Linked DNA regions of Mus musculus: regions 1, 3, 4, 5 and 6 are each linked to region 2. Evidence: chromatin contacts called from public promoter capture Hi-C data. All regions are on one chromosome and are shown on one strand. The core of a region is the stretch at or near the end of the contact, and the rest is flanking DNA. Distances in the headings are between cores, read along the strand shown. Region 1 holds the start of Otp (orthopedia homeobox). Region 2 holds the start of Arsb (arylsulfatase B). Region 3 holds the start of Zbed3 (zinc finger, BED type containing 3). Region 4 holds the start of Zfyve16 (zinc finger, FYVE domain containing 16). Region 5 holds the start of Tbca (tubulin cofactor A). Region 6 holds the start of Wdr41 (WD repeat domain 41).

Evidence for each region. Promoter capture Hi-C pulls out the DNA fragments that hold promoters and counts their contacts.
Region 1: a contact with region 2 is called in a promoter capture Hi-C map of stem cell-derived epiblast-like cells, with 4 times the contacts expected there. The contact joins the promoter of Otp here to the promoter of Arsb in region 2. A contact is called at or near these places in 5 of 39 promoter capture datasets (the 3T3-L1 cell line, the HPC-7 cell line, frontonasal cranial neural crest and 1 more) and 1 of 484 Hi-C or Micro-C datasets (cortical neurons).
Region 3: a promoter capture Hi-C map of pre-B cells shows a contact between it and region 2, with 4 times the contacts expected there. The contact joins the promoter of Zbed3 here to the promoter of Arsb in region 2. A contact is called at or near these places in 3 of 39 promoter capture datasets (3T3-L1-derived adipocytes, the C10 cell line and pre-B cells).
Region 4: a contact with region 2 is called in a promoter capture Hi-C map of liver, with 3 times the contacts expected there. The contact joins the promoter of Zfyve16 here to the promoter of Arsb in region 2. A contact is called at or near these places in 4 of 39 promoter capture datasets (hippocampal neurons, liver and pre-B cells), 2 of 115 datasets of contacts at active chromatin or transcription factors (astrocytes and large pre-B cells) and 1 of 9 other capture datasets (liver).
Region 5: a contact with region 2 is called in a promoter capture Hi-C map of pre-B cells, with 2.6 times the contacts expected there. The contact joins the promoter of Tbca here to the promoter of Arsb in region 2. A contact is called at or near these places in 6 of 39 promoter capture datasets (the C10 cell line, the HPC-7 cell line, embryonic stem cells and 3 more) and 1 of 9 other capture datasets (liver).
Region 6: a contact with region 2 is called in a promoter capture Hi-C map of pre-B cells, with 3 times the contacts expected there. The contact joins the promoter of Wdr41 here to the promoter of Arsb in region 2. A contact is called at or near these places in 4 of 39 promoter capture datasets (the 3T3-L1 cell line, the C10 cell line, liver and 1 more) and 1 of 115 datasets of contacts at active chromatin or transcription factors (astrocytes).

What each region holds. Positions count from the first base shown.
Region 1 is chr13:94,874,131-94,877,009 of GRCm38.p6, forward strand. It overlaps Otp (orthopedia homeobox), which reads left to right and starts at 1,506. Exons shown (of 3, transcript NM_011021.4): 1 at 1,506-1,676. The coding sequence starts at 1,640.
Region 2 is chr13:93,770,350-93,773,428 of GRCm38.p6, forward strand. It overlaps Arsb (arylsulfatase B), which reads left to right and starts at 1,330. Exons shown (of 8, transcript NM_009712.3): 1 at 1,330-1,743. The coding sequence starts at 1,429.
Region 3 is chr13:95,323,017-95,326,191 of GRCm38.p6, forward strand. It overlaps Zbed3 (zinc finger, BED type containing 3), which reads left to right and starts at 1,809. Exons shown (of 2, transcript NM_028106.3): 1 at 1,809-2,328.
Region 4 is chr13:92,529,408-92,532,205 of GRCm38.p6, forward strand. It overlaps Zfyve16 (zinc finger, FYVE domain containing 16), which reads right to left and starts at 1,403. Exons shown (of 18, transcript NM_173392.4): 1 at 1,292-1,403.
Region 5 is chr13:94,787,246-94,790,411 of GRCm38.p6, forward strand. It overlaps Tbca (tubulin cofactor A), which reads left to right and starts at 1,675. Exons shown (of 4, transcript NM_009321.3): 1 at 1,675-1,757. The coding sequence starts at 1,705.
Region 6 is chr13:94,974,611-94,977,661 of GRCm38.p6, forward strand. It overlaps Wdr41 (WD repeat domain 41), which reads left to right and starts at 1,734. Exons shown (of 14, transcript NM_172590.3): 1 at 1,734-1,979. The coding sequence starts at 1,929.

The sequences.
Region 1 (2,879 bases), core at 256-2,755, 1.1 Mb after region 2:
GGCGACGAACAAAAAAAGCCATTTGTTCGGTATTATTTAAAACAGACTTCAGAGGGCCACCCTTTGTGGAAGCTTTATTTGCACTAAATGAATAATCTTAATTGCATCACCCTCGAATTAAAAATCAATGTTAATCAAGTTGGGAGCAGTAAATATCAGTTTTCATTTTGCCTTGGGTAGAGGGCATTTTTCTTGTGTTGCAAATAAAAATACAAGTCAAATAACTTTAAAGGGGCATCATGTTCTGCTGCAAATACAATTGAAACGGATTGTTTGGGAGCAGATCAGAAACGGTACAGAATTTTGCACTTAATTTCCTCAGTTATCATTTACAATAAGAACCTCTGGGCTTGGCAGCCAAGTCTAAACAGTAGTAAATTAGTACAAATTTATACTGATTTTACTCTAATAATCGTAATAAAAGCTTATAGATTTGGCACTAATTACATAAATGCCTAATGATCTTGAAAATTACTCTGGTTAGAAATATATTACTAATCTAAACTTTGTTGTTGGCTGGCTCTGAAAAATCAGAACATTAGAAATGGTTCGCTTCACTTGTGCAAAAGCACTTTAAATTGTTCAAGTAGTTTAACACATCCAAGAGGAAAATAAAGAGCGGTTAACTTTATTTACTGCCTTAAGTGGCTTTGGTCGTCTAGCTGAACTTAGAAACTTTGACCGAAAGAGCAGGTTGGGACCTGGGTGAGAGTGTAGGCCTATCGGGCAGGTGGCCCTGGAACGCAGCTTCTGGAGTTCTGGAGGAAGGCTCACTTCATGAAGTCTCCCCCTCCCCCAAAGCGGACAGGGGACCTTGGCGGGGTGGTGGTGGGGGGGCAACTTCCTCTTTATTTTCTAGGCTTGCAATGGGATTGGGGCTCAGTAGGCCAGAGTCTGGGTCTCTAGAGAAGGCCTGCAGAACAGTGGCAGAAATTTAGGGTCGTTCTAGAGATGGTAGCTTGGCTGCCTGGTGAGCTAGGGCTTTGACTACCGCGGTCCAGTGTCCCCTAGCTGGCACGAGCAGGGGCAGCGGGGGCGCGGGTGCGGTGGGATGTGTGTGGGCTGGGGGTGGCGACTCTCAGGTCATGCAGAGGTCATGTCCTGCTTTGGTGTCTGAACTGCCCCCGTTCCAGGGACACCCTAGCTCTGATACACAGAGCCTGTGAAGCGAGCAAGGCAGGACAAGGAAAGGGGAGATGTGCCCGGAGAAAATCTCTGGGAAGAACTGACCGAGGCTCGGCCCAGAGGCCCAGGGCGAGGCCAAGGTGGCCGCTGCTGCTTTAGCGGCTGCTGGAGGCTGGAGCTGCCTGGGCTGCGGCCGCCGCCTCCTCCCGGCAGGCGCAGGCGGGCGGGCGGGCGGAGTGGGGGACTCTCCGGGCGCTGACATTTGCAGGCTGCCCTCCTGATTGGTCCCCTCGCCGAGCTGCTCACGGGTTCATTCATCTGTTAAGCACCTCCCCGTCTCTCTAAAGGACATTATAATGCAAGAAGCCCCCTTTTTAACCACAAACCGAATTTTCTTTCATTTAGGTGATCTATATATATCTATATCGTATAGCTTATAGCTTATATCTATTTTAAATAACTTAAAGCCGCTAAAATTTGGGGGGGAACAGCTTTCGCCCTGGAGCGGTGCGCGATGCTGTCTCACGCCGACCTCCTGGACGCCAGGCTAGGTGAGTGAGCGCCTCTCACCCGGGCAGCCAGGAGAAGCCGGGGCAGGAAATTGTCAATTTGTTCCTTATTTTACCTTAATGCGCCCTAAATGGACTAATTTCTTTAAAAGTAATTGTGCTGTATTAAAGTTTAATTTGATTTAACATCGTCTTAAAAAAAATCTATGGAATATGTAGATTCCAAAACAAAACGGAGTTGGGGATGCTGACACCTTTTTGTTTTTCTTATTTTTTTCTTTCTCTCTCCCCTTCATTATTAATATTATTATTTTTGGAAGGAGTTCTAGCCCGCGATAATTTGTTTGGAGGTGTTTCTCTCTTTTTCCACTCTTGTTTGCTTTGATTTGGAATTTCTTTCATCCCTTTTTCCCCTTCTTCCTTTCTATCATCACCTTCTCCTCTAAGTGTGCTTAAATTTGTTTTCTTTTTTTAAAAAAAAATCTTCTCCTTTGTGAAGGAGAAGCCGCTGTATGAAGGTGGATTTGCTAAGTGTGCTGGTTGAGAAGAAAAGCCCAACTCATCCTCTCGGGCATCCCTGCCTTCTACAAGGGACTCGGTGTTACCAGTGACGGGGAGGGACGAGCCGTTTATTTCTCGGGAGAGAAAAGTTGAATTCTCTAAAGTTTGATTCACTGTTATGGCTATAGAGTTTACTTAAATTTCTTTGAAGCTATCTGGGTTACCAAGTTCTGGGCTTCAGGCTTGGGGAGCTTTAGTGATGGATGTGACTCCGTTTCCCAAACACTTTCTCTGATTTGAGGGGGAGGCGGAGCTGATTTGGGCTTATTTTGAGAGGTGGAAGGCTTGGAGACATATTCATCTTCCGAAAGTCAGAGGGAATTGGCCAGAGTTCATTTAGCGCCTTTGCTCAGGAGGAGCAGCCTCCAAAGGCTCTCTCTTGATTTCTTTTTCTCCCGCACCACCCGACTAAGAATTTTCTCAAGGTTTCCTGGGACACCAGGGTTACAGTTAGTGAAAGGACTCGGGTGTGTTTCATTGTCAGGCCTGGGAGTGGTTTTTTTGTTTTTGTTTTTGTTTTGTTTTTTGTTTTGTTTTGTGGGAGACACGAAGGCCGGAGCTGTGAAGCACCAGAGCGGGCTGTGGAGAGAAGGAGGCCAGGAGATGCTATTTCAACCTAGCTGTCCAATTCCTGGGAAACCGGGCTGAGGACCAGGCAGTTTCCGCCTCGGGGCAAGCGTGGGC
Region 2 (3,079 bases), core at 80-2,579:
GGAAAACCTGGACCTTGGCCTGGGACTGTAATCCCAGTTCTGTCAGTGGGAGATGAAGAGGCAGGAGGACAGAGAGCTGGAGGAGCTATCCTGGGGTACATAGTAAGCACCTGCTTAAAAACAAAAAGGAGAGGACTATAGAAAACAATTATGGAGTAGAAGAATATGCAGAGACCACACTATCCCCAACACAAAAGCGAACAAACAACTCTTCTAAGATATTGTTTTTGGGTTTAAAAATGCCAAAATTTAAAACTTTCTGGCTATATTTTACTAAGGATAAGTAGTAGTTATCTACTTCAAAGAAAACTCTTATGTATGTTAAGAGGGAAACATATATTCAAGGATAATCTTTTTTTAAAAAGGAAAATTTTGGCCGGGCGTGGTGGCACACACCTTTAGTCCCAGCACTCGGGAGGCAGAGGCAGGCGGATTTCTGGGTTCAAGGCTAGCCTGGTTTACAAAGTGAGTTCCAGGACAGCCAGGGCTACACAGAGAAACCCTGTCTCAAAAAAAAAAAAAAAAAAAAACCACACACACACACAAAAGAATTTTTTTACTCTCACACAAATCACAAATGCAGAAATGAATACATCATGTGATTTCATCTAATTTATTAGTGAGAAACCGATAAGAAATTAAAATTGGTTATAAGGAACAATACCACAAACGCCCATCAGCCAACCGCATGGAAGTCAGTTGAGTACATCAGCAATAATTACTTTTCAAGGGTATCATTCATCCAGAGCTTCTAAAGCTGTAAAGTAACTCCCACGGACTCGGCCTCAGCCAGAGAGGGTGTGTCCTTCAGGCAGCGCACATTTTTTCTCTCTCCACCTAACAGTTATCACTCATCTCTAGACATTGAGTAAGCAAGTAGACAGTCTTAGGTGGGCATACCCCGAATGTCTTGAAATGAAACTTCACCATTTCATTTTAGATTCTGGGCAGACAGAATGAATGTGTTTGGCCCACTGATGATGGGAAGGAAGTGGCTTCATGGGTACACACTGCACAAAGGAATCTGAAACACCATCTGCACCACCTCTCTTCTCTCATCTGTAATGGTCCAAACCATTACAGGGTTTCTTCTGGGGATAAAAGGAGCGCTAACTATAGTGCTTAGCTGTCAAGTTTGCGGCTAGATTTAATCAGATAAAGGTTGTGAAACAGCTTTGGAACTTGTGGCTCTCGAGTTCATGGCTAAAATAAAGAACGGGCCTCTGGGCCTTGGAAGGACCGGCTGAGTTCGCCCGCGCGCTCTGTGCGGCTCCTCCCCCGGCCCCCGCGGGAGGCGGAGGCCGTGGACGCCGGCCCTCCCCAGCCCGCGGCCCGCCCAGGTGGATGAAATCTTGCTGGGGAGCCCGGCCGCTCAGTTCCCGATTCTGTCGGGGGTGCCCGCAGCACGGGCTCTGCAGGCTGCTAAGGATGGGCAAGCTTAGCCCGTGCACTGGCAGGAGCCGGCCTGGAGGTCCCGGGCCGCAGCTGCCACTCTTGCTGCTGCTGCTGCAGCTGCTGCTGCTGCTGCTGTCGCCGGCCCGGGCCTCCGGAGCTACCCAGCCTCCGCATGTGGTCTTCGTGCTGGCGGACGACCTGGGCTGGAACGACTTGGGTTTTCACGGCTCGGTCATCCGCACGCCGCACCTGGATGCGCTGGCGGCCGGCGGCGTGGTCCTGGACAACTACTACGTGCAGCCGCTGTGCACGCCCTCGCGGAGCCAGCTGCTCACCGGCCGCTATCAGGTACTAGGCGGCCTCCAGCCCCGCGTGACCCCGCGAGCCCGCCAGCTCAGTCGGACCGCGCTCGACAACCCTGGCTTCCCCAGGCTGCTGCCTAGGGCCACTGCGCATGCCTGACTTCCTCCTGGTGGCCGAAGGCAGGAGTGGCTTTCGTTTTCTCTAGGTCAGAGGAGAGCGGGGTTTCTGGGATCTCGAGGTGCTGTGTCTGTGAACCCCCAAAGAGAAGGATAGACGAGGTCCTGAGGAGAAAGGATGGAGAAGAAAAGGGAGGCCCAAGGAGCTCCAGAGGGCCATTAAAGTGAGAGGCTGCACTGGGACGGACCCTAGTGACTGACGCGGTGTGTCATAGATCAGGAGTGACCTACTTGAGCCAGGAGGATAGGAAGCCATGTAGATGGGAGTTTCAGAGATTAATTTAGAAACACTAAAAAGACTTGGGATTGTTGACAAGGGACGCATCACCCGAAAAGCCTTCAGTGAATGAGCGTGGGGGTGGGGTATGTGAAAGATCTTAAGCTTTCTCTCAGCCCCTGTTGTACCTGGGAGTCAGGCCACAGGTGAGATAAGGTGCACCCCAGGCTCCTATATCTTTCCTTTACTAAGTTACCCCCTTGCCTATAACTATGCATATGTCAACAACGTGGAAATTCCAGCACCCACGCTCAGATCCTCCGCTGTGCATGGCTAACAATGGAAGTCATTTCCAGGTTCTCCGTACCCCTACAATGAAAATAAGGGTGCTGATATTTCTTCTACCTTTGAGGGTGAATCCAGCCCACATGAGTCTCTTCACTGCCCCTTTAGAGAGTATGTCCCCCACAGAGTATGTGTATGTTAAATGACTGGGAACAGTAAGAACGTATCTTGTAGTGTTTTTATTGTACTGAAACGTTTTTAAAAACCACTTTATGAGGTAGTTATCTTGAACGCCCTTTACAGGCGAGGAGATAGCTTGCCTAAATTGGATGTCAGCGGGGGAGTCACACGGCTATAAATTGCAATCCTTAGTTTCCTGCACCTACTCGTCTCAGACCTATGAAATTAGGCTCCCCTCAATCCAAGTTTGGTGGGTTTTTAAAATCCTGATGTGATTATGATCAAATTAAATTTAATAACTTTTAGTGGTTACTGATATTCTCTGTCTCTGTCCTTTCTTCCCTTTCTCCCCTTCCTTCCTTCCTTCCTTCCTTCCTTCCTTCCTTCCTTCCTTCCTTCCTTCCTTCCTTTCTTTCTTTCTTTCTTTCTTTCTTTCTTTCTTTCTTTCTTTCTATCCTACACACACAGTCACAGTCTTCTGGCCTTTCTTCATACAGAGATTTAGACAACATGGTGTTAGTAT
Region 3 (3,175 bases), core at 559-3,058, 1.6 Mb after region 2:
GGGATGTCCTCGTCACACCTTCCCCGAGGCTCTGGGACTCTGTGGGAGAGGAGGTGGGAACAGTGTCAGAGCAAAAGGTGTGGGTGACTCCAAGGAGACCGTGCCTTCCAGACATACCAAGGTGACACAGGTGACACACAGAGACTGTGACAACATGTATAAGACCTGCAAAGGGGCAAGCCAGACCAAAGCCCAGTGGAGGAAGAAGTGAGCAAGGTCCCACAAAGAGCCGATTGCAATTTACACCTGCAGGGAGAGGGAGAGAATAGTGAGATATTGTCTACCAACCCACACCAGGATGGGCCTCATGCTCACGGTAGTTGGCCAATACAAAACTGTCTCCATGTGTGATGACTATTCTTGGTTATCAACCTCACTGCATCTGAAACTAGCTAAAACCCCAAAATGAAAGGCACACCTGTGAGGGATTTTTACCTAATTTGAAGTGGGGAGATCCACTTCTAATCAGGAATCTTTGAGGTAAAAAGACACACCTTTAATCTTTTGAGCCAGAAAAACCCCACCCCTAATCTGGGCCACGCCTTCTGCTGGAAGCCTATATAAGGACACGGGAGAAGACAGCTTTTTGCTTTTTGCCACTGTACTCTGGCCTAACTGGCAAGTCCATCGCCAGCGGCGGCGGTTACTCCTGCAGGATTCCAGCTTCTATTGAAGACCAGCTGAGACACAACTACTAGATTCTTGGATTTTCCATTCATAGACAGCTACTGTTGGGTTAGCTGGACCACAGCCTGTAAGTCATTCTAAAACTTCCCCCTTTCTCTATATAAAGAGAGGAATTCGGTTTGTAAGTTCTGTTACTCTAGAGAATCCTTACACACTTTTTAAAATGTGTTTTCGTTCATTTGTTTGTTTGTTTTACTGGTTTGCTGGGTTACAAAAGAATATGATCAAAATATATTGTATGAAAACATTTAGGTCAATCTTGAAAGAGGGGAATCTAATAATCTCGCCATTGCAAAAGTATTCCTTTCGTGATACCCAACAAGATTTTTCTTTTCTCTGAAATTCTTGGCATAGAAGAAAGTCAACAAATAGGTCTATCAGGTGTGTGTGTGTTTAAGTGAGGAGGGTTATAATATTTCCACTGCAAAACACGTGCTCTGCATGAGCAAGGTGCTCCTCCCCAGCGCCACTTGAACCAAAGCAGTTAACATGGATTGTATTACCTACAAAAGAATTTCTTGGTTTTTTGGTTTTTTGTTTTTTTTTGTTTTTTTTACATTTATATCTTTTTGCTTATTGTCTTCTAGCAAGGCTTCGTGCCCATTGTTCATGTGACTTACTTTGACTAATAGAATGTGAGCAGAGCAGTATGTGGGCTGAAGAGATGATTGGGGTGGGGGGGCGGGGAGTCGGTTACCGCCGATCCATCGCCCTCTTCTGGATTCCACTGACACTGCACCCATGCATGCACAGACACCCACCACCACCACCACCACGCAAAAACACTAAATTAAAAAGCAACAAATTAGTGACTTTTGTTTTGTTTTTATGAATGAAGGGCAGAACGTGCCAGCTGTGCGTTAAGAGCTAACTGGTGCGTTCTTGAATTTGGCAAGTCACTTCCTTGCGACTATTTATAGATTAAAAATCTGTATGGTGGGAATATTTGAACGGCTGGAACAGCAAAACGCTACACAACAGGATTGCCCGTCAGCCTGCAAAGCCCCAAGGCTCTCGCCCGCACCTCAGCGGGCTGGTCTTGAAAAAGGTTTCTCTTTCCACCTGGAGCGTGGAATGCAGAAACCCGCCTTAGAACGCAGCCGCTAGCGGCTGATGTAACTGTAAATCACGCAGACGCTGTTAACTGAATATAATGAAGACAAAGGTAGTTCCCTGTGCTGGTGGTTTGGGTGGACACCTTTTCCTCCTAAGACCTTGATTGCAAGGACTTCTGACTAGTGCCATATCAGAGGCCTTAATCTGTAAGAATGCGAGCGAGCAGTGCGCCCAGCTGAGGATCTGGACCCGCTGAATCCAAGGGCTTGGAAGGTTAACGCGCAAACGTGCAGAGCCACGGTTAAAACGCTTTCAGCATCCCTGCGCTATTATTGCACCGTTTAAAAACCTCCGACAGATTTCAATTCGTTAAACTAGTTCTCCATCCGTTACTCTAAACTCCTCCCGGACCGGATGGTTTAGCAGCGGCGCCCCGGCGTCCAGACCACGCGTCACCGCCCCCCATGGACGCCCCGAGACGCGCAAATTGAGCGCTGTGTCTTTAAGGGGGAATCGGCCTTTTCCGTCCAGGACAAAATGTCTGCGAGGAGCCCGGAGGCGAGGGGCGACCATCGCGGCGTCCGGGTGAGCGTGGCTGGCTGGGGCTCGGTGGCGTGGCTTGGCTTGGCGGGAGCGACCGCAGGGACACCAGGGGCTGCAGTGATCTCAGGGGCCCGCGGGGACGTCCGGGATCGGAGAAACCGCGGGGTGGAGGGGTGCGGGGGACGCCACGCAGGACCTCGGGGACTTCGGGAGCCCCTAGGCCGTGGGATCCAGGGTCGCAGCCGCGGGGTCTGCAGGGGATGCCTACCACCCCAGGCTTGGCGGAGGGGCCCAGCCTGCGGGCTTCCGGAACCTTCTGGAGCGTCTCCGCTCTCTTTGGTTAACCAGCTCCGGGGGGTGGGGGGTGGGGAAGAGGGGGAACTGTCCCCGTAAAGTTGCCTCGGTGGAGAGTGACTTTGAGCCTCATGCGCTAATTGCGACTTGGTTAATGTTTCCCACCTGTGTGTGTGTGTGGAGGGGGGGGGGGGGGCTGTAAGAAAACCGGTGTAAACCAGAGTAAACCAGAATCTCCTCCTCCACTGGACACAAAAGAGTTTCCTGATCCGGGCCTGGCTCACTGGAGCCTTTGGTTGTGCAAGCCTTCTGTGGCCGGCTTAAAGCTTTACTAAAAAGAATAGGATTTTCCTTCATTGGAAAAAAAGTACCTGCCATTGCTGAGCTCCAAAGGTGTTTAGAACAGCTGTTGAATAGTTTCGTGAGTTGAGATAATTAGTGGTGTTCTGAATTTTTTATTTTATTTTTTTTTTTAAGACGGGGTCTGTTTCCTTGGGTGACCTGAAACTTGCCTGTGTAGACCAGGCTGACCTGGATCTTACAGAGACTACCTGCCTCTGCCTCCCAAGGGCTTGGATTAAATTCATGGGATTAA
Region 4 (2,798 bases), core at 153-2,652, 1.2 Mb before region 2:
TACATTTTACTTAAAAAGAGAAAAGGAGATAATTTTATTATTTTCCTTAAAAATGATATAAAATATTCTAACAATATAAAAATAATAAAAATATATTAGAAGGCAGTTGGACACTAGACTGTAAGGGGTATAAAATTGTGAAAGACAGTAATATGATCATGAAGAAAATGTTCAATGTACATTAGAATTAGAATTTAAAAACAACCAAGATTTTTTAATATAATAAAGTATTTGCTTCATTGTATGACTATTTTTAAGTGAATATGTGAAGAAAAAAAAGAATTTCCAGAGTTTTAATTTTCAAAATGGTAAATATTCTGCATTAACAATTACATTTTCTTGAATATTTTTCAATTGTCATTATCTTCAACCATATAGGATACTATGTGTAATTGGCATTATGACTGGGGACAAAAAAATTAGTTTTATTTGTAAGGTAGCTACTTCAAAAGATTGTTTTTGCTCATATTATTATGTGTATAGTAAAAAAATGTAATGGGTATATGTGTACAGCTTTTAAAAACATGGGAAAGGTGAGCAACACTCTTATCATTTTAAGTTTAAAATGCAACAGGGGCCAAAAAAAAAAAAAAAAAAAAAAAAAAAGGACAAAGAAAAATGTCAAAATGGTAAGCGGCTGGTTACTTTTGCACGGTGGAATGGTGACTAGCTCATTCCTAATTCCCTCCTCTAATTTTTAAATAGCTTGCCACTAAATGTGTAGTTTAATATCAAAGAGAAGGGGGAAAAAAGAAGTTATGTGAAAAATCGGACAGACACGATCAAACCACTAAACTTTTGCCAACTCGAGAAATGCCAAACTCAGCCGAGTAAGTGACGGAACCGGATGACATCACCAACTTATTCTTTGAATTAAAAGATGAAGTTAATATTTAAATTTACGGGCTGGTTTTCTGACATGGCTAACCAAGAACATGAGTCTGGAATGTAACAAATTGCAATCACGGTCGCACAAACAGGTTAACTGTTAAAAGTTAAGGTCATCTCTTCAGAGGCACCAAAGACAGCGAGCGAACACTGAGGCATCAGTGAAACGGAGGAGGCGGCGACAACAGGCGCCGCGGGGACTCGCGGGATCCAGTGCGGCCCGACCCGGCCCAGCCCAGCCCGCGATGGGGTCGGGTATCTCGGCCGCACAGAGCCCAGGGTGGCAGGCGGGTCCCGGAGGAAGGCGAGGCCGGGCCGTCGCAGCCTAGCGAGTCCGAGGCCGCCCCGCCCCTCCGCCCGCAGTACGCTGAGGAGAGGCCGGTGGCGGCTCCGAGGCTCTTACCTCCCCACACCCCGCCGAGCTCTCGGGGACTCGACGCGACGCCGCAGTGAGGCGTGAAGAGTAACCCGGCCACGACACCCAGGACAGCGCGACGCCAGCCTAGAGCTCGTCCCCAGCCGACCTAGCAGAGAAGGGCGCAGGCGCAGAGAATGCTTCCCGCTGCCACGCCCCCTCCGGGAGGCTTGATCTATGCGCATGCGCGCTGCTCGGGTCCGAGCCAGTCCACGCGGGCGCGCCGGAAGTGGCCAGGCGACTCCGTTGGGATCCTGCGCTCGGACGCTGTTCCAAGGACGCTCTTCTGCTGGCCTCAGGAGGTGACTAGTGCCACAGCTCAGCTGACCCGGCACTCCGGTTTGCACCAGCCAAATCCAGCGGCCGACACTGTATCTCACCTCCGGGCAGCTCCTAAATGCCGGTCCTTGGGTGAGCGGATTGGCCGACGCCGCCCTGCACTTCTGGCTGTACTTCTGCATTTCCAACCCTCTGTAGCCTCCAGAGCGGCTGCTGTCTAAAACCAGAAGCCAGCTACCCTCTCGGAAGGAGATGCCCGATGCCTCGCGCGCGCTCTCTGCTTCGGCCTTCGCATTTTCACCACGAGTTTTCTAAAATTCAAAGAGAGCGAAGAGAAAATTAGTATCCGGACCAGCTTGGGGACTGCTGGCTCGCCTAGGCTTTCGAGAGATTACAAGCGTTATCGCTGCTGTGATTTGTACTCAAGAGACTTCACAGTCAGAGCTCAGGTCCTCAATTCAGTAATTGGCAACTGTAGTTTATCTTTCAGAGATTCTGCATCTCTACTTCTGGTTCCCCTTCTAAACTCTGATTTTTGCCAAGAGCAAAACTTTTGGTTGTGTAAGGTGACTGGCCTGTTCTTTGACAGACAATGCAAAAGAGATGCTTCGCTTACATTAGCTAATTAATCTTAAGAATAATTCCACAAGGGCTGGAGAGATGGCTCAGCCGTTAAAGGCTAGTCTCACAACCAAAAATATAAGAATAATTCTACAAAGTACAGTGTGTATTTTCACTTTTATACGTTGGACACTGTCACAGATAAAATGGGGCCGTCGTCTTTTTGGAACCTCAATTCAGAAGCAGTGGCTTGTGCATACAAATTAGGGGCAAAAGTATATAGTACAATGTAAGGACAAATAAGAGTTATTTTAAATGAACAAAACAACATTTTAAAGTATATGCAAATCAGTTCACAAAATAGCATGTCTACCACATTTTATTGATGTTCAAACTTAATATAGCAGAAACAGTGTATTCTCCATAAATCTGTTTTACCAATTTGCTTAATTTATAGATGAATTCATTGGTGAGAATAGTGTGGATACTCTCATATCCTGGTGTGGATATAAGTTAACACAAATTCACATATAAAGTAGGACTTTTGAAAGAACCTGCTTAGTAGCCAGGTACAGTAGCCCAAATTCCCTCCCCAGGAACACCTGTAAGGAGAAGCAAGGTAAAGACAGAACTTCCAGAAGGAAAGACAGAAACC
Region 5 (3,166 bases), core at 425-2,924, 1.0 Mb after region 2:
CTAAAGGGGTGGGAACAGCCCTTGTAAAGAACTCAAACCAAATTGTTTTCAAACAAATATACACAGAATGCAAGGGATCAATGTATTCCTGGAGAACTGCACAGGCAGGGGCAGCATTGGGAGTCTTTCCGTGGGAGCTAGGTTTTGAGACTGGATTTATACCTGGAGCTCTGCTCTGACAAGACTGAAGGATGTTCCAGAGCCAGCCATGAAGATGAGAACTGAACTAAGGGTCAGGAGAGGCCAAGAGCATCAAGTGAAGAACAGAACCAAGAAATGAGGACGCAATGGAGGCCATGCCTCAATTCCTTGGGGGTTGTAGGGGTGCTTCAACAGGAAGAGACTCTAGAACACAGTTCAGGGTGCCTTGTTCTATGCAAATTGTATCTTGGAAAATATGGTGGAGTCAAAAGTTGTCCCATGTCTGCTGTGTTTAGGCATTGTGCTGAATGCCACCCTCTATACACCTGTCACGTGACGTGGGCATTATTTCTTAGGGCTCTTCAAGGAGGTTGAGTGCCGGGGTCCTGTGTTCGCTAAAGGATAGAACTCCACATGTGAGATAGGTGGCTAGTCATTTGCTCTCAAATGACTGAGTCCATTAAGTGTGTAGCAAGAAAAAGGAGATGAACAAATAAATAGCAGGGAGCGGATAGATGACACCATCGAAACAGGTTCTTACAACACCCTGCACAAAGCACTGGAGAAGTCCCTCGGAGTCCCCCAGTCAGAGATTCTCTCTGTGGATGGGATTCTGCCATTTTGTTGCCAGTGTAGGCATACTTTTACACAACTTAAAAAACAAAAACCAAGCGTTTATTTCATACACTTCTGTGTATATTTGCAAGCCACAGTGAACTTGCAGAGGTCAAAGGACAACTTGCGAGAGCTGGTTCTTACACTCTACCACTTTTGAGTCCTGCAGATTGGTCTCAGGCCATCAGGCTAGGAGGAAAGGGCTGCTCCCCTCTAGGCCAAGAAGGTGCAATGCTGTACTGTTTTCTCCCTGTCTCAGGGGTAGGGGGCCAGCATGTCTCAGGACGGGGAGTCTTGCTGGACACTTGAAACAAACTTGCTAAAATTTAGGACAAGAGGAACCTCCTTACTCCCAGAGTCCTCTCTCCATAAACTCAAACATCACAAGACAATTTACATAAGTAACACTCTGGAAAGGGAAGGGACTATATGGAGAAAGGGAACCGGAAGAGGGGGCATGGATTGGAATGTAAAAAAAAAAATTAAATTAAAATTAAAAATTTCTTTTGACTGTCTGCATTATGGTATTTTATTTCATCAAACACAGATCTCTTTCTCCATTTGACAACAGACAGTGAAAACAAAAATTATCCTTGTTAATAGTTTCTAAGTCACACTGTCCATTAAGCAGCTAATCCTGTTCACTTTCTCAGGAACAGAAAGTTTCTTAACTCAGGCTATGGAGACTGAGAAAATAAAAGTGCAGCTTGTGTACAAATCCTGTCCAAGCACCAGGGAGAAGCAGCTGGTATAGGGCTTTGAGAGTCTCCAGCTCTAGGTACCAGCAGTCTAGATGCAAGGATTCCAGGTAAGAGTCGGGAGGCGAGGCGGGGTCGGGCTCTCCAGGTACGCATGCGCGCACTCTGGGCTCCACGCCCACTCCACCGCCCCTTCTGCGCCGGCGCGCCGCGCAGCCCCGCCTCTCCTTCCTGCGGCGCCTTAGGGACCATGGCCGATCCTCGCGTGAGGCAGATCAAGATCAAGACCGGAGTAGTGAGGCGGTAAGGAACGGCCGGCGGCTCCGCGGCTGACGCTCGCTCTTCCCTTCTCACCGCCGGGGAAGCCGGGCGGAGCGTAGGCCCGATGCGGGCGCGGCTTCCAGGCCTCGGCGGGCGGGATGCGAGGGGCCCGCACACGCCTAGGCTGGCGCTGGCAGGGAGCCGCCCTCGGCGCTGGCCCTGCCGCCCTCCGTGCAGGGCTCGGCGCGACCTCGGCGCTGGCCTGGCCGCCTTCCGTGCGAGGCTCGGAGGCGTCCTCCGCGCTCGTAGGCCGGGAGGAGGAGGAAGAGGAGGGCGACCTGTGCCTGGAGGGCCTCGGCCTGTGCGTGCGGGGCGCCGGCTCCCTGAACTTTGCAGTAGGGAGGCGGAGTCCGCCCTGGCCTGGCCTCAGGTGGACTGGACAGCGCTCAAGTTTAAGGGACGCTGAGATCATGGGCCTCACTCAGAATACACAATGGCGGGGCCCTGGCCTCTGACATGGCTCACTTCCAGAGTTTGGGAACTGGGGCTTGAACGTGAGCACCTCTGCAAACTTCTTCCCCGAAGCTCGCCCCGGAGCTGTGGGCTGCTGCCTCCCAGGAATAGGCCAGGCCAGTCTTGTGACTTGCCTTGACTCCCGACTGTACATATTGCAGTGCTCATTAGAACTAGTTTTGTTCAGACCCAAGCTGATCATACCGAAACATTCCAAGGGAAAAGATACACAGCCTCCTTACGAAGCAGATCGTTCTGCAGGGGAAATAGCTTTTTTTCCTGTTGCTCCATCTCTCCACCGTTTATTGATATTCCATCAGAGGGAGGTCAACCCATAGAGGAGAGAATCACTTTTAGAGATACTGCCCGAGTTTTAGTACTTCGAACGGTACTTTGGAAGCTTTTATTACAAAGGCAGCTAGGGTATGGTAGGGGGGCGGGGCGGGGGTGAAGGTGGGGGGGATAGACAGTCGGTTCTGAATTGTGCCTGACTTCAAATCTGGTTTTATGTATTCTGGAACATATTTCATCGTTGTACTGTGCCTCTTCTTACTGAATTTGGAAGATAGAGTCCAAATTCTCCCTGAATTCAGTTTTTGGAAGAAATACCTGCTACATTTTTGATACAGTGTGATTCAAATAAATAAGATACACCATATAGGTTTTGCTCAGTACATGTTTATGAGTGCAGTTTTCAGAATGTGGCTGAAGTCACACTTCAGGTTAGTAGCAGAGCAAGCAAATGAAACAAGGATCCTGGCTCCAGCTGGGATGCGGTGATAGAGCATTAGACTGTGTGATAACACAGGAGGGGAATATGAGATCTATAGCATACAGTAAGTAATCCGCGCTGTCCCTCAGCCCACACGTTTCTTCTCTTTTGCCAGACTTTCCTTGGCTGTGTCATTTCCTTTAGCATATTGTCTATTTTGCAGAAA
Region 6 (3,051 bases), core at 484-2,983, 1.2 Mb after region 2:
TATTGTTGATCAACCTATAGGGTTGCAGATCCCTTTAGCTCCTTGGTTACTTTCTCTAGCTCCTCCATTGGGGGCCCTGTGCTCCATCCAATAGCTGACCCTGAGCATCCACTTCTGTGTTTGCTAGGCCCTGGCATAGTCACACAAGAGACAGCTCTATCTGGGTCCTTTCAGCAAAATCTTGCTAGTGTATGAAATGGTGTCAGCGTTTGGAGGCTGATTTTGGGATGGATCCCTGGATATGGCAGTCTCTAGATGGTCCATCCTTTCGTCTCAGCTCCAAACTGTGTCTCTGTAACTCCTTCCATGGGTATTTTGTTCCCAATTCTAAGAAGGGGCAAAGTGTCCACACTTTGGTCTTCATTGTTCTTGAGTTTCATGTGTTTTGCAAATTGTAACTTATATCTTGGGTATTCTAAGTTTCTAGGCTAAGATCCACTTATCAGTGAGTACATATCATTTGAGTTCTTTTGTGATTGAGTTACTTCACTCAGGATAATGCCCTCCAGATCCATCCATTTGCCTAGGAATTTCATAAATTCATTCTTTTTAATAGCTGAGTAGTACTCCATTGTGTAAATGTACCACATTTTTTGTATCCATTCCTCTGTTGAGGGGCATCTGGGTTCTTTCCAGCTTCTGGCTATTATAAATAAGGCTGCTATGAACATAGTGGAGCATGTATCTTTCTTACTAGTTGGAACATCTTCTGGATATATGGCCAGGAGAGGTACTGTGGGATCCTCCGATAGTACCATGTCCAATTTTCTGAGGAACTGCCAGACTGATTTCCAGAGTGGTTGTACAAGCTTGCAATCCCACCAACAATGGAGGAGTGTTCCTCTTTCTCCACATCCTCACCAGCATCTGCTGTCACCTGATCTTAGCCATTCTGACTGTTGAGAGGTGGAATCTCAGGGTTGTTTTGATTTGCATTTCCCTGATGATTAAGGATGTTGAACATTTTTTTCAGGTGCTTCTCAGCCATTCGGTATTCCTCAGATGAGAATTCTTTGTTTAGCTTTGAGCCCCATTTTTAATGGGGTTATTTGATTTTCTGGAGTCTACCTTCTTGGGTTTTTTATATATATATTGGATATTAGTCCCCTCAAACTTTGATTTCTATGTGCCAACTAGAGATTGCTTTTCCTAGTCTACATTTTCAAAAGTGTCCAGGTAATTTTTGATACGAAGCCAGGTTGTATAACCAGTCGTGTAACTATTAAGAAAATTTAGAGGCTGACATAGAATGTTTGGAGCTAGAAATGTCGCTCCATGTTTCAGCAGCACAGCCAGGGAACGGATTCCTTCGCTTTATACTTCCTGCTTTGGAAGACAGTCCAGGCAATGTGTAAGAACCGGTTTTGAAGTTTACCGAGCAAGTCTTAATTCCATCATGGCCACCTGCTGGCTTTTATCTTTAGACACATTACTTAATCTTTAAGCGGGTCAGTTTCTTGGTCTGTAAAAAGGGAGGCGTTAGGGTTTGGTACAGTCCTTATTCTGTGGCACACAATGTTGGCTGCTTGGTGTACAAGAACGCCACTAGATTCGTCCAGGAGCAGAAGTCTACTGCAGGCACACCCTCTCCATCTGGCTGTTGGGAAACCAGGAGACTTGCTAGTGTGTTTAAGGGGCGCCGTAGCTACACAGGATTTAGACAAGCGCTGGTCCTGCGGCGACATGGCCGCAGCGCACGCCCACTAGGGGGCGCCCGAGCGACCTGAGCTCTTGCGCCAACCGCGCGGCGCCCACGCGCGTGCTCACTGGGGACGCGGAACCTCCGCCTCCGCCGTCGCGGCCTTCAGTGCGGGCGCCCCAACGAGACTTCTGTTTTCCCGCTGCCTCGCCCCAGGCTCACTCGGCCGCAGCCCCAGCACCTGCGCCGCGGCGGCCCTCGCTCCGTGGGCCGCGGACGCCCCGGCCCGATGCTGCGCTGGCTGATCGGAGGAGGCCGCGAGCCGCAGGGCCTAGCCGAGGTAATGCGCGGGGGCCCGGGGGCGGGGCCGGGGCGGGGCCTGCGGCGAGCGCCGGAAGCGGCTGCTCAGGGCCACCTGGCCTCTGCTAAGAAACTGGGACTTAACTACAAACCAGCAGGAGTGACTGCCACTCTTGATTTATTTGAACCGATAAGTCTTCTCAGCCGGGACTCGAATTTGCTTAAGGAACGTAAATTTAACTAGTTGCTTTCCGAGAAGCTAAGTGAGAAAATGATTTCTGTTTATTTAGTACATGTATGGTCTCATCGTCACATTGAAAAAATAATTTTGTCACCTTAAAAATGTTGACATCTGAAATTTACTTCATGTGCCACACAACAATTTGTGTTACACTTCCTTCCTTATAGGAAGCATTTTACAGTTTGGATTATTGCAAACTTGGCAGTTTTAACTTCCTCATAGCTTTGACATTGACACGTGATTTTTTTAAATCACTTATTTTATATAATTTGAAGTCCTTAGGGTTATGGAAGAATTGTGGATTATTGAATGGACACATAACATATATTTGACTATTTGCTTATTTAGTGAATACACTATTTTATTCAGTTCTGTCATACCTGGTAAAACTCTCACATAATTGAGTGACAGCTAGAAAAGAGACCAGATAAATGCAAAACCATCACCATGGGATAGCATGCTGGATCTTACGTTTTCTTTTCCACACAAAAGTACTTCAATTGTGTAACTGCCTTGAATATGTACACTATAAGAGCTGGTGATTTTTCCTAATGAATGAGAGAACATTACTTATGAATTACAGTCAGCCTTCCAGTCTAAGTGATTCTCAGTCCTGGGGTAATCTTGTCCCCAGAGGATAGTACAGTGTCTACTGTTGGCCATGGGTAGGTGTGATGGGGGCACTGTGTATAGAAGAAGGATGCTGCTGTCTATCCTAACACCCAGGAGAGGTCTCAGGAACAGAAACTTAACGTAGTCCAAACTCGCTTGTCAGACTTAAGAAACCTTGGTTAAGAACAAAGCTTCTTATGGTGAAATTGTACTGAATTTGCCTCCAGAAAGGGGGCCAATTGAGACTTCCCCTGTAGAG